Linked DNA regions of Mus musculus: region 1 is linked to region 2. A link is a contact called in public HiChIP or PLAC-seq data. All regions are on one chromosome and are shown on one strand. The core of a region is the stretch at or near the end of the contact, and the rest is flanking DNA. Distances in the headings are between cores, read along the strand shown.

What was found. HiChIP or PLAC-seq counts read pairs in DNA pulled down with a chosen protein or histone mark.
Region 1: an H3K4me3 HiChIP or PLAC-seq map of embryonic midbrain shows a contact between it and region 2, with 3 times the contacts expected there. The contact joins two enhancer-like sites. A contact is called at or near these places in 3 of 484 Hi-C or Micro-C datasets (embryonic stem cells, pancreatic cancer cells and stem cell-derived motor neurons), 7 of 115 datasets of contacts at active chromatin or transcription factors (astrocytes, embryonic basal ganglia, embryonic forebrain and 4 more) and 1 of 9 other capture datasets (embryonic stem cells).

What each region holds. Positions count from the first base shown.
Region 1 is chr12:117,342,797-117,347,904 of GRCm38.p6, forward strand. No RefSeq gene overlaps it. Among named protein-coding and RNA genes, the nearest start is that of Gm5441, 8.3 kb to the left of the region's middle. Within about 2 kb of position 2,650, at least 94 of the 459 cell types and tissues checked have an H3K27ac peak or open chromatin away from gene starts, as enhancers often do. A contact at or near this core is called in embryonic basal ganglia, embryonic forebrain and stem cell-derived motor neurons, where this site is marked.
Region 2 is chr12:117,168,832-117,174,556 of GRCm38.p6, forward strand. The region is part of intron 13 of Ptprn2 (protein tyrosine phosphatase, receptor type, N polypeptide 2); the gene reads left to right. Among named protein-coding and RNA genes, the nearest start is that of Gm10421, 20 kb to the left of the region's middle. Within about 2 kb of position 4,255, at least 48 of the 459 cell types and tissues checked have an H3K27ac peak or open chromatin away from gene starts, as enhancers often do. A contact at or near this core is called in embryonic basal ganglia, embryonic forebrain and stem cell-derived motor neurons, where this site is marked.

The DNA.
Region 1 (5,108 bases), core at 1,400-3,899, 170 kb after region 2:
TCCCACTCTTTGACAGGGCACACTATTGTGCCCTCACTTCTGCTATGCCCTTCCTCTACCTAAATGGTCCCCCTTCTAGCTTCATGGTGATTCTCTGTGTGTGTGTGAGTGTGTGTGTGTGTGTGTGTGTGTGTGTGTAAAATCCAGATTTCATATGTGAGATAAAAATGTGATTTTTGTCAAAGTCTGGCTCCCCGCTTAGCAAGATAATCTCCAGTTCCACCCATTTTCTTGCAAACAGTATAACCGTTTCTGTTGAGTGTAACATCATAAGGCATTTTCATTTCCATATGCATGTGCAAATGTATGGGTGGGTATGGCTGCACGCAAAGGTCAGAGGTCAAATCTGAGTGTCTTCCTCAAACATTCTCTATCCTTTTTGGAAAGAGTCTCTCACCAACCCTCCCTGCAGCTCATTGATTCTGCTAAGCTGCCAGGCCAGGGAGCTTTAGAGATGCTCCTGCTTCCATTCCACCCCTGCTCTGGGTTTATAGACATACTCTCCCACACACAGCTCTTATGTAGGTGCTGGGATCTATAAGCAGGTCCTGATGCTTGCATGGCTGACATTTACCAACTGAGCCATCTCCCCAGCCCCAGTACCATACCTCCGTCATCCACTCATCTGATGATGGGGAGCTAGACTGAGCCCATGACTTGGCTGTGTGAGCATGGCTAGGCAGGTATCTCCAATCTGTGATAGACGTTCCTTTGGTATATATTTTCATGAATGGTACAGCTGGATCGTATGAAGTTTGGGTTTTTGTTTTACATTTTTTTTAAAAGATTTATTTATTTATTATATGTAAGTACACTATAGCTGTCTTCAGACACACCAGAAGAGGGCATCAGATCTCATTACGGGTGGTTGTGAGCCACCATGTGGTTGCTGGGATTTGAACTTCGGACCTTCGGAAGAGCAGTCGGGTGCTCTTACCCACTGAGCCATCTCACCAGCCCTTGTTTTACATTCTTATTAGCTGTGGATAAGGGTGCAATCCTGTCCTGTTGTTATGGCAATGACCGTTCTGATAGACAGGAGATGTAATCTCTGTGTTCACTTGGTTTGTATTACCCTGATGGATACTGATTCTGTGAGCATTTGTGGGTTGGTTTTTTTTTTTTTTTTGTATACTTATTAGCCACTTATATTTTTTTATTTTGAGAAGTGTCTATTCAATTCAATCACCTGCTTATTGACTGGATAAGGGGAAGAGAGTTTGGTTTTAATTTTAAAAATGATTTATACAGTCTGGATATTTAATTTCTGGTCACATGGATAACTGGAAAAGGCTTTTTTTTAAGTTTGTTTGTTAAGTAAATAAATCATTTATTTTTATGTGTTCTGGTGTTTTGCCTGCGTGTATGTCTGTGCACCACCTGTGAGTGCCTGGTGCTTGCGGAGGTCAGAAGATCCCCTAGAACTGGAGTTAAAGACAGTTGGCAGCTACTGGGCATTGAAAGCAGGCCCTCTGCAAGAGCAGCCAGTGCTCCTGCCTGCTGAGCCATCTCTCCAGCTCTCTTTTAGCTTTGATGTTCTCCCCCATCCGCTCAGGTGTGGGAAGCATGTATGTGCACATATGGAACCCAGATGTTGGCTCTCCTGCCTTCCCCAGTAACTTATTTTTTGAGACATGGTCTCTCACTGATCCCAGAGGTCACTGTTTTCGTAGACTGGCTGGCCAGTGAGCCCCTGGGATATACCAGTTCCTACTCCAGTACTGGAGGTACAGTCTCACATCCCACACCCAGCGCCTGTGTGCATTTTACCCTCTGAACATCTCTCCAGAGCAAACCAAAGACGTTCCCAAATTGTGTTGGCTGCCTCTTCACGATGCAAAAATCCTGCCAATAGTTCTGAGCAAGCTGTACCACAGCAACACTGCTACCCATCCTGGAGCCCAGAGCTGCTCCACAGGGCACATGGAATGATCAATAGGCATTGAGACTTCCTCCTGACATCCACGCTCATGGACATACACTCTGGATGCTGGAAAGAGAAAGGGTAGGGGACAGAGCTTCTGTCCTCTGACCCGTGACCTCAGGGCAGTGGGGTAGCATCAAAGCCACTATGCTGACAGTGACCCTGCAATGCAGGCCCTCTCTTGCCCTCGCTGTTGCGGGCTTCTGTGCACAAAGATGGCTGGAACCGGGTTGGGGGGGGGAGTGCGGGGAGAGCTATAAATGAGGGAGAGAGAGAGAGAGAGAGAGAGAGAGAGAGAGAGAGAGAGAATGGATGAACCTGAGACCTGGCCTTCAGTGCTTGCACTGTGCCCACAGGAGGAGGCCATGCACTTAGAAAATGTCATGTCTAGTGTTTGTATAAAATGTCATGTTAGTGTTTATATTCCATTTCTCCTCTCAGCACAAAAAGAGAGAGAAAAGCGAGCATGCCCCACAGGGTCACAGGACCAGAGAAAATCCTGCAAGGCCCTCAGCACAAATAGCAGAGCTTGGCCCAGGCCCTTTGCATGAAAATCAGCACCCATCTCAGCAGAAGCCACTGCCAGGGGCAACTGGGGCTTGGACAGCGCTCCGTCAGATTTAAAACTGATTTTTTTTTCTTAAGAAACCAGAAGAAAAGGGGGTGCTTTGAGCTCATCTGCATTACAGATCAGGTCTCTCCGAGAGAATCAGCCATCCATAATTCATTACATGTTTCCTGCCGGGGATGGAGACAGCCTGATCCTAGCAACAGAGTCATAGCAACAGGAGCTGAAGCAGAGCTGCTCCGCCCACCAGGGGGAGGAGAGGAAGGGGAGAGGTGCGCGGCTTCTTGCTCCTCAGGAGGGCTGGCAAAGTTCACCGGGTTATAAAGGAAGATGGAGGCTGAGAGTGGAGGTGGGTTTGAGAAAACTGGGAAAGGCGTGGGTGGGAGACTGAGGGAAAGCATATGAATTTGAGTTGCATAAACTCTAGCTAAGAAGGTAAGAAGCTAGTAAGTAGCGTTTGGAAAGAGCCCTGCCAGCTGCCACACTGCCTGGCGCCCATCGGTATACAGACGGGGGTCACTAAAAGACCACATCACTGTCAATTGTTACAAGAACTGCATAATTCGAGGAGTGCCTGACAGCTAGTGTGAGGGAGTCCGTGGCACTAGAGTGAACATAGTGGAAACGGCGCCCTCGGTCCTCACTTGTTTCATCTGAAGAGTCACCATCTGGAATGAGACTTGCGGTGCGCTCTAGACATACCTGCTGTTTGACCCCCTTGCTATCAAATGGAAAATCCCCTGAACTCTGACCACTTGATCTTGGGATCTGTGGCTCTATGAGGAGAATGTGTTTCTTCTATATTCGGCACAGTCAAGGATGCTGGAAGAGCCACTGGAAACTTCCAAAGTGATGTGGGAAACACCATTGATGGTATATATGGAAGACATTATCAGAGCAACTGACAGCCATGAGCTGTGTGAAAGCCACCACCAGAGCCACTGAAACCTGAGAAGCCACATGAGGGACACCTCTGGGGTTACAGGAACCCTCAAAGCTGTCAGTGCTTGGTCAGTAGAGAATGTGAGCCTTGCCACACCTATGTCTGGACTCAAGCCAGGGTCTTCTGAAATAAGAGCTAGTGCTCTTAACAGCTAAGCTAAGCTCTCTCTGGCTCCCAAACCTTGCTTTTGAAGGCCTCATTTTATTTTATTTTATTAGCCTTTAAAAAGGGTCCTTGTCACAGCAGTTGCCACGCAGTCCCCAACTTTTTGATGGAGCCATGGTTAGATGTACAGCATTTAGTCACCTACATTGTTCTCTAGAAAGTATGACTACTCACAATGCAACAGTGGACTCCAAGCCACTGAGACCAGCATAGAGCTCTCAAACATCACACACATCACTCTTGCCTTTAGCTTGAGGGTGGTCCGCTGACATATGACAACTACAGGCACACTTCTGGTGACAGTATCTCTGCCAGGTGAAGAGAATGCCACCTCGCTTTGCATTCCTTCATTTTCTTCACAGCACACGCCCTCCAGAGTAGCATGCTGGCTGCTGGGGCTCTGGGGATGCGGCACTGATCTAGAAAGAAGAGTTCATGATTTTCTCTGTGTCTGCCCAGATCCTGAGTGAACACCATCCCGCCTTTGTGCTGCCTTCACAGCCACACGAAGATGAAAGTGTCTTAGGATATACCCTGGAGCTATGCCAAACTGCTGGATTGAAGGTTATCAGTGCCCTGGAAAGCTCCCAGTGCAAATGGAAAACTGTGATACCCTGCAATCCCTCCTCCCGCTGTACCCCTAAAGCCAAGAGGGGTTCTGAGCAGCACAATGCTCAGACCAGACCAGTGTAGGAGAGATTCCTCCCATCAACATCCTCAAAACTATCTCAGCTGAAACTCTAGTGGGATTTTTTTTTTCTGTTTGAAATGATGGTTTCCCTGAGGTCAAGTGGAAAAGCCATCTTCAGAAACAGGTCTATTTAGATCCACTCATATTCTACAGAATTCATGTGGTCTCTTCAAAGCATCCCAGGCTCAGTGCACAAACACTGCTGTGACCACTACTGACCCCTGTGGCGGCGGCTGCTGGCTGCTGCTGCTGCTGCGTAATCAGGGACATCAGCAAAGTGAGAGAGCAGGGTGAACTGTGACCTTGTATTAAAATGACCCAATGGCTCCTCATGTGGATGTGGTGACACTTTGCCTTGAAGAGTGGACAGGTGGCCACATCTGCAATATTTCCTTTGCTGACACCTCCTCTGAAATCCCCACTAACCAGCCCCTGGTTGCTCAGAAGTCACTAACACCACAGATCCGCTCAGTGCCTGCTGTCTGCCTGGTTTGATGAAAAGTCTATAGCGAGAGTCAAAATAGACCTGCTGTTTTTAAAGTGATGCATAATCCTGTACACCATGATGTGTGTTTCCCTAAGATGGAAACCACAAAGCGGCAGGGGCACAGCCCACAGCCAAGCCACCTGTCAAGGTCACCCTGGCAGAGATAACTCCGACACCCTTCTTTTAGAATGAGATACAGAAACTATAACTATACAAAGACAACTAGGGACAATGGATACTTAAACTGCTCATGGTCCAGCAAGATGGTTCTCAGCAGGGTACAGAGGTCACTTGCTCTATGAGCCCAAAGTCATGAGTTCAATTCCTTGA
Region 2 (5,725 bases), core at 3,005-5,504:
TTCCAGCCACCGAGTGCTGGGAGTATGCTTGCAAGCTGGAGAAAGGGCAGTATGAGCTCTGATGGATGGGGAGCCTCTCTCGTTTTTTAGTGACCACAGGCAAAGAACAATGGTCTGTGTCTCCTTGTCTGCTGAAGTGAATTCTTTCTGCATTATTCATATTGTAAACTTCTTTCTTTCTCATTATTTGAACTAAGAGCCAAAGGTGATTTGGGGCTTTATGCGGCACGTTCTGACGAGTGATGGACCTACAGTTGTGTGGGGTCCTGACACATGTCTCTATTTTGTCATGTGTTTTCCCATACATGGGGTTGATTTGGCCTTGGATCTTGATTCAGGGTGTCTCAGAAGTATAATCTGTAAAGAAAACACATACTAGGAGAAACAGGGAAGACCCACCATGCAGGCCCTCCACAGAGAGGGGAGAACTTCTGTGGAATGTAGCTGGAGGGGCTAAGATGTTCCTGTGAGTCCTGAGTCTAGGGCCTTCAGATAGTACTGAGTTCTGGTCAGGACCTATAGTGTTAAGGATCTATAAGGATCTATAGTATAAGGATCTATAGAGTTATATCCTTCAATGCCTGGCAAGGTCACACCAAGGTGAGAGTGCCTGGGTAGGAAATGCAAGTGAGGAGAATCCCACTGCCATTAGTCAGATCTCTGGGATAAAAGCTGAGTAAACAGGAACACAGAGGTGGGCTCGGCTGGGGCTTAAAAAGGAGTAGCAGAAATGGGGAGCTGACACATACCAAGGGAGACACTGGGAGGTCGGAACAGGTAAAGAGAACATGGGTGAGCTGTGTGCATCCTAACAGAAAGCAGACGGACCCACACAGCACAGCTGGACTCCCTCCAAGGCAGAGGAGCCTCGAAGCCAGGGCAAGTGACTCCTTGGTCCATATTCAACAAAGCTGGCAACTCCCTAGGGTAAAGAGCCTTGGTGTAGGAGTGAAGTACTTGTAAGGTCTCAGTTTCTAAGGTGACCATGGCAGCTGCAGAGCCGACTGTGGGCAAAGGCAGGGGACAATATGCTCCAGTGTGTGATGATGTCACCCACGGGTAGTGCCGCTTTTCAGGAAGCTCTCAACAGAGCTACACTGGCAGGATAAGGGGCCTGGTGAGGCCCGGGGATACAAAGGAGAGCTTCCTAGCCATACAGAGAAAGAGAGCTTTGAGGAAAGCAACTGCAGTCAGACCAGGAAGGACTGGGGTGGGGGTGAAGGTAGCTTGCAGATGTCAACCCAGCAAAGTGTAAAACCAAGACTGAGACCTGGGGAAGCAGTTTAATCCGAGGTCTGGGAGAAAATGTGCAGAGGATGTTCCTCTGTGCTGCAAGGGCTCTTGAGCAGCTGACAGGCTCCTGCCAGGCTCCGGATCTCTAGGACACCTCCTTGGGTCTGGAACCCTAGACTCCTCTGTTCCCTCTCCAGCCCTGGGTGTTAGGTTCACTGAGTGTGGGTTCTGTCCTAAGCCCCTGGGCACATGGAGCTGATCCTGAGATGTGAACACCTCAGGAGACGCAGGGAACATTAAGGCCTGAGAATTGTAAAGCATGGAGCGAGACCACAAGACTTATATCTTCTAACAGGAGAATATTCCAAGCCAGCCAAGACTTGCTAAACTTGGTTTCTTATGAAGGTGGCACCAGCGTTTGTGAAGGACTCCAGTGTTGTGTGCCTGATAGAGACAATTGACTCCAAAGATGCCAAAGGAGCTCAGGGTAGCAGGTGAGGAGTATGAGGACTTGGAGCAAATAAGAGCCTGGGATTGGCCCGGGAGAAAGGAGGAGACCAGAGAAAAGGAGTCTCCTCGGGGCTCAAGGCAGAAGCTTGAGAAAAGCAGAGGGGTGGCTACATGGTGCTCTCAGTGTAGGTCTGGGAGCGACTGTGCCTGTTCACAGTGAGAACCCTGTAGCAGTGATCTTCATTCTGTTCCCTCTCTGTCTCTCTGTCTGTCTCTCTGTCTGTCTCTCTGTCTCTGACTCTCTGTCTCTCTCCCTGTGTGTGTGTGCCTTTCTCTGTCTCTCTCTGTCTGTCTCTGTCTCTCTCTGTGTCTCTGTCTCTACCTCTGTCTTTCTCTCCCTCCTTCCCTCCCTTGCTCCCTCCCTCTTTCTGGCCGGCCCTCCCTCCCTCCCTCCCTCTTTCTGGCCGGCCCTCCCTCCCTCCCTCCCTCCCTCCCTTCCTCCCTTCTTTCTTTTTTTCCTTCATTCCTCACTTATACTCTGATGCCCTAAGTGTCCAGTTTCTGCTTAGGAAAATTACTGGCAATCATAATGGGAGTGTGGTGGGTGGGTCATTTATACAAACACAAAAGAGCAGGCAGTCTTTAAAGATTTTCTTTTGAGACAATGTTACATGGCCCAGGCTCACCTTGAACTCTGCTCCTCCTGTCTCTGCCTCCCAAATGTGTTGGCTTTCATGTATGCACCAGAATGACTGGAACATCGTACTAGACATTGAAACCAGGGCTTTGTGTGTGTTCAGTGCCTCCGTTTACTCTTAGTTTATTGCTGTGTTAAAACAGCATAACCGAAAGTAGCTTAGGGGGAAAAAGGTTTATTTAGCTTACACTTCAACATCACAATTTATTATGAAGGGAAGCCAGGGCAGAAACTCAAGCAGGAACCTGGAGGCAGCAGCTAAAGCAGAAGCCATGGAGGGGCACTGGTTACTGGCTTGCTCCTTTTCCTGCCAGGCTGGCTTTCTTTTCGATCCAGGACCCAGGGATAGCAGCACCACACACAGTAGGCTAGGTCGTCTCACATCAATCATAAATCAAAGAAATGACCTACAGACTTTTTTACGGGCCAACCCGAGGAAGGCATTTTCTCAGCTGAGATTTTCTCTTCCTGGAAGACTCTAGCTTGTGTCTCAAGTTGAACAAAAATAAATAAACAAATAAAGAAAGAAAGAAAGAACCTCCCTCCCCACCAAGACTCTATATAAATAAATATTCTACCAACATAAGTACATTCTGAACCCACAAGATTTGTTTTAGCAAATCTTGTATAACAACCAGCAGAATTAAGTATCTGGATGTAAGGTTGTATGTGTCCATACATACAGGTACTTAATTATTATAATCACACTAGTAAGTAAAGGTGACTGTCTAAAACTCCAGGACACATTGTTTGAAGAATACAATGTGACTTGTGACATAGCATAGCAGATCGGTTAGAAAAGTTTACACAAAACCTGTGTGTAGGGCGACTGTCGCACCAACTATACGGGAACAGAAATCTGCTGAGGATAGCTGGAAGCCTGTTATTCTTGTTTTTGTTTTGTTCTTTTAAATATAGTTAAAGAGTGCCGTCATTTTCCTTTTTTCTCCCCTCAAAGACAGTGAAGCAAAATGACGTTACATAAAGAAGCACCCACAGAATACTCTTGTATAGGCCCTGAAATATACTGAAGCCAGATATATCAGATGTCCAGGAGCAAAGCCAGATAGATAGTCCCCATGAAAAAGCACTAGGCAAGCACACCCAGTGCCCTGCACAGAGACAGAAAGGATTTAAGCAGGAGAAAATAAAATCAAGTTTTGTAAGTAAATCAAGAAAATTAATTGAGATGGAAATAATTTTTACTTTGCAGACCTCTGTGTTATTCAGACCCCACCCAGACCCTTGTGGCTGTCTTCTTCTCTCCCAGATTCAATGGAGAATAAAAATGCTAAGCCTTAAGTGACTCCCTCCCTCCCCAAGTGAAACTGAGGGGCAGAGAAATGGGCCATGCTTCTGGAGACCTGAGATGGGGCTGTCCTGGGGCTTTCTGTTTCCTTACCTTTGCCTTCATGGTCACAGTTCCACACCTCAGGCTGACTCAGCGTATCTGTGCAACAGAGCTGTGCCTTAGTGGGAAGATGCTCTGCCAGCAGTGCTCTAGACTGTGACTCCTGGTTCATCCCCTCCTCTGGACAAGTTGGAGCCCTGCCCACTCACAAGTTTCCCTCCAACAGAGGAGCACACTCTGTCCCTCGGGTGCAGGGGGACCCTCAGTAGTGTTATGGACATGAAACCCCAGGCAGGGACCTGCACATAGGCACCTGACCCCACCCCACACCCCCACACGCCACAGAGAGGCACTCCTTTGCTTTCTGAGGTCTGCATTGGAGGAGAGGGTGGAGAGGGTGGAGAGGGAAGAGGGGGAAGGGGCTGATGAGCCCCGGAGCAGCTGCTTCAGCACACACACACACAGCCTCCATGGCCCTGCCCTTTGGCTTAATTAAGCAACAGCAGAATGGAAGCCTGAATACCTTTTGTGTCCTAGGCCCCTCTTCTCCCAGCCTCAAGCCACTCCTGGGCTCTTCTGCTCTGAGCCTTTGTTCTGACCCCCGCCCTGGAGAGGCCCTGCTTCTCCTCAGTGCCCACCATTCCCATCTGTCAGCCCTGTGTGCTCAGACCCCATTCTGGCCCAGGGGACTAACCTCATCTGAACACCAGGCTGAGTCCTGTGGTTTTCACCCCCTCCCCCATTCACACCCTCCGCGTTTATAGCCGTGCACACGTGCACAGTTGCCACTCTTCCTGTATGACCTGCCCTGCCTCCAGCACCGGGCTGAGGCCCGCCTTGGTTTCCCCCCCAGGGCCGCATCTGCACAGACTGCAGCACCTGGCAGGGGGCCTTTGGGTAATCAATGGAGAGCAGTCAATACACTGAACTAAGATATTGATGTGTAAAGAGCCGCTGTGCAGGGAGGCCATTTCCAACCCCTGCAAACCACTGTGCATGGTTCCCAGAGACTGGAAGAGTATGTGAGAAGTATGCTACAGATGTTGCTAGTGAAGATGTCAGTGGTGATTGCCCATTGCCTTTTACTAAATAGAATGCTAGGAAGGTTCCAGCCTCTCCAAGGCAGGCCCATGCTGCCCCCTAAGACAAATGATTGATTTCCCACTGACTCGGCTATTTCAAACTGTCTGATTTGAAACTGAGTCATGAATGTCCGAGGAAGGCTGGTTTCCTTTGCTGAGATCCTGGGGACCTTGGTGGCCTTGGGATTCACTACTTCCCCACCCACACCCCAAGCACTTGAAAGTTCCTGTGTGGGGAGGCAGGGGAGGCTCAGACCTTGGAGGCAGGGGTTTTATTTTCCTGTCCTATAGCTGCAGCTGGGAATTGCTTCCATGTTGCCCACCCTCCTGAAACACCCAGAAGAGTCTGGGTGTGGCACATTCAGTGTCCCTGCTCTGTATCTGAAGATCCCACTTTCCAGTAAAGCATTGCAACTTCTTATAGAAACCTGTCTTGGCCGCGGATTATGTAAGAGCGAGCATTCTCGTTGAATTGCTACCTCGTGTTTTCATTCTTACACCGATCCCCTGATTTCAATGCCCTGTTCCTCGGAAACACCAGAGATGAAACCTTGAAAGAGAAGGACTGTTTCAGTGAGAGCCACACTGTTGGTTGAGCTCTGGGACATGTCAGTCAGTAACTTTTGGCAGCTGCTGAGCCTGAGGAGTGATTAAATTTCAGGTCCTCACCTCCAGGCATTGAGCTGCCTGCAAGTCAGAAAAGATGCCTTCGTCTTTGGTACTTTGAAGTGGGGCAGGAGATGGCATTCCCAGCTCTCTTCTTCCAGGGTCACTGAGAACCGAGTGATCTCTCACGTATCACTCAGGAAGCTTGGGCTGCTGCTGGCTGCTGCTGGCTGCTGCTGGCTGCTGCTGGCAGGATTTGACTTCCATTCTAAGAGGTGGCTCTTTCAAGGACTCACACTACTCTCT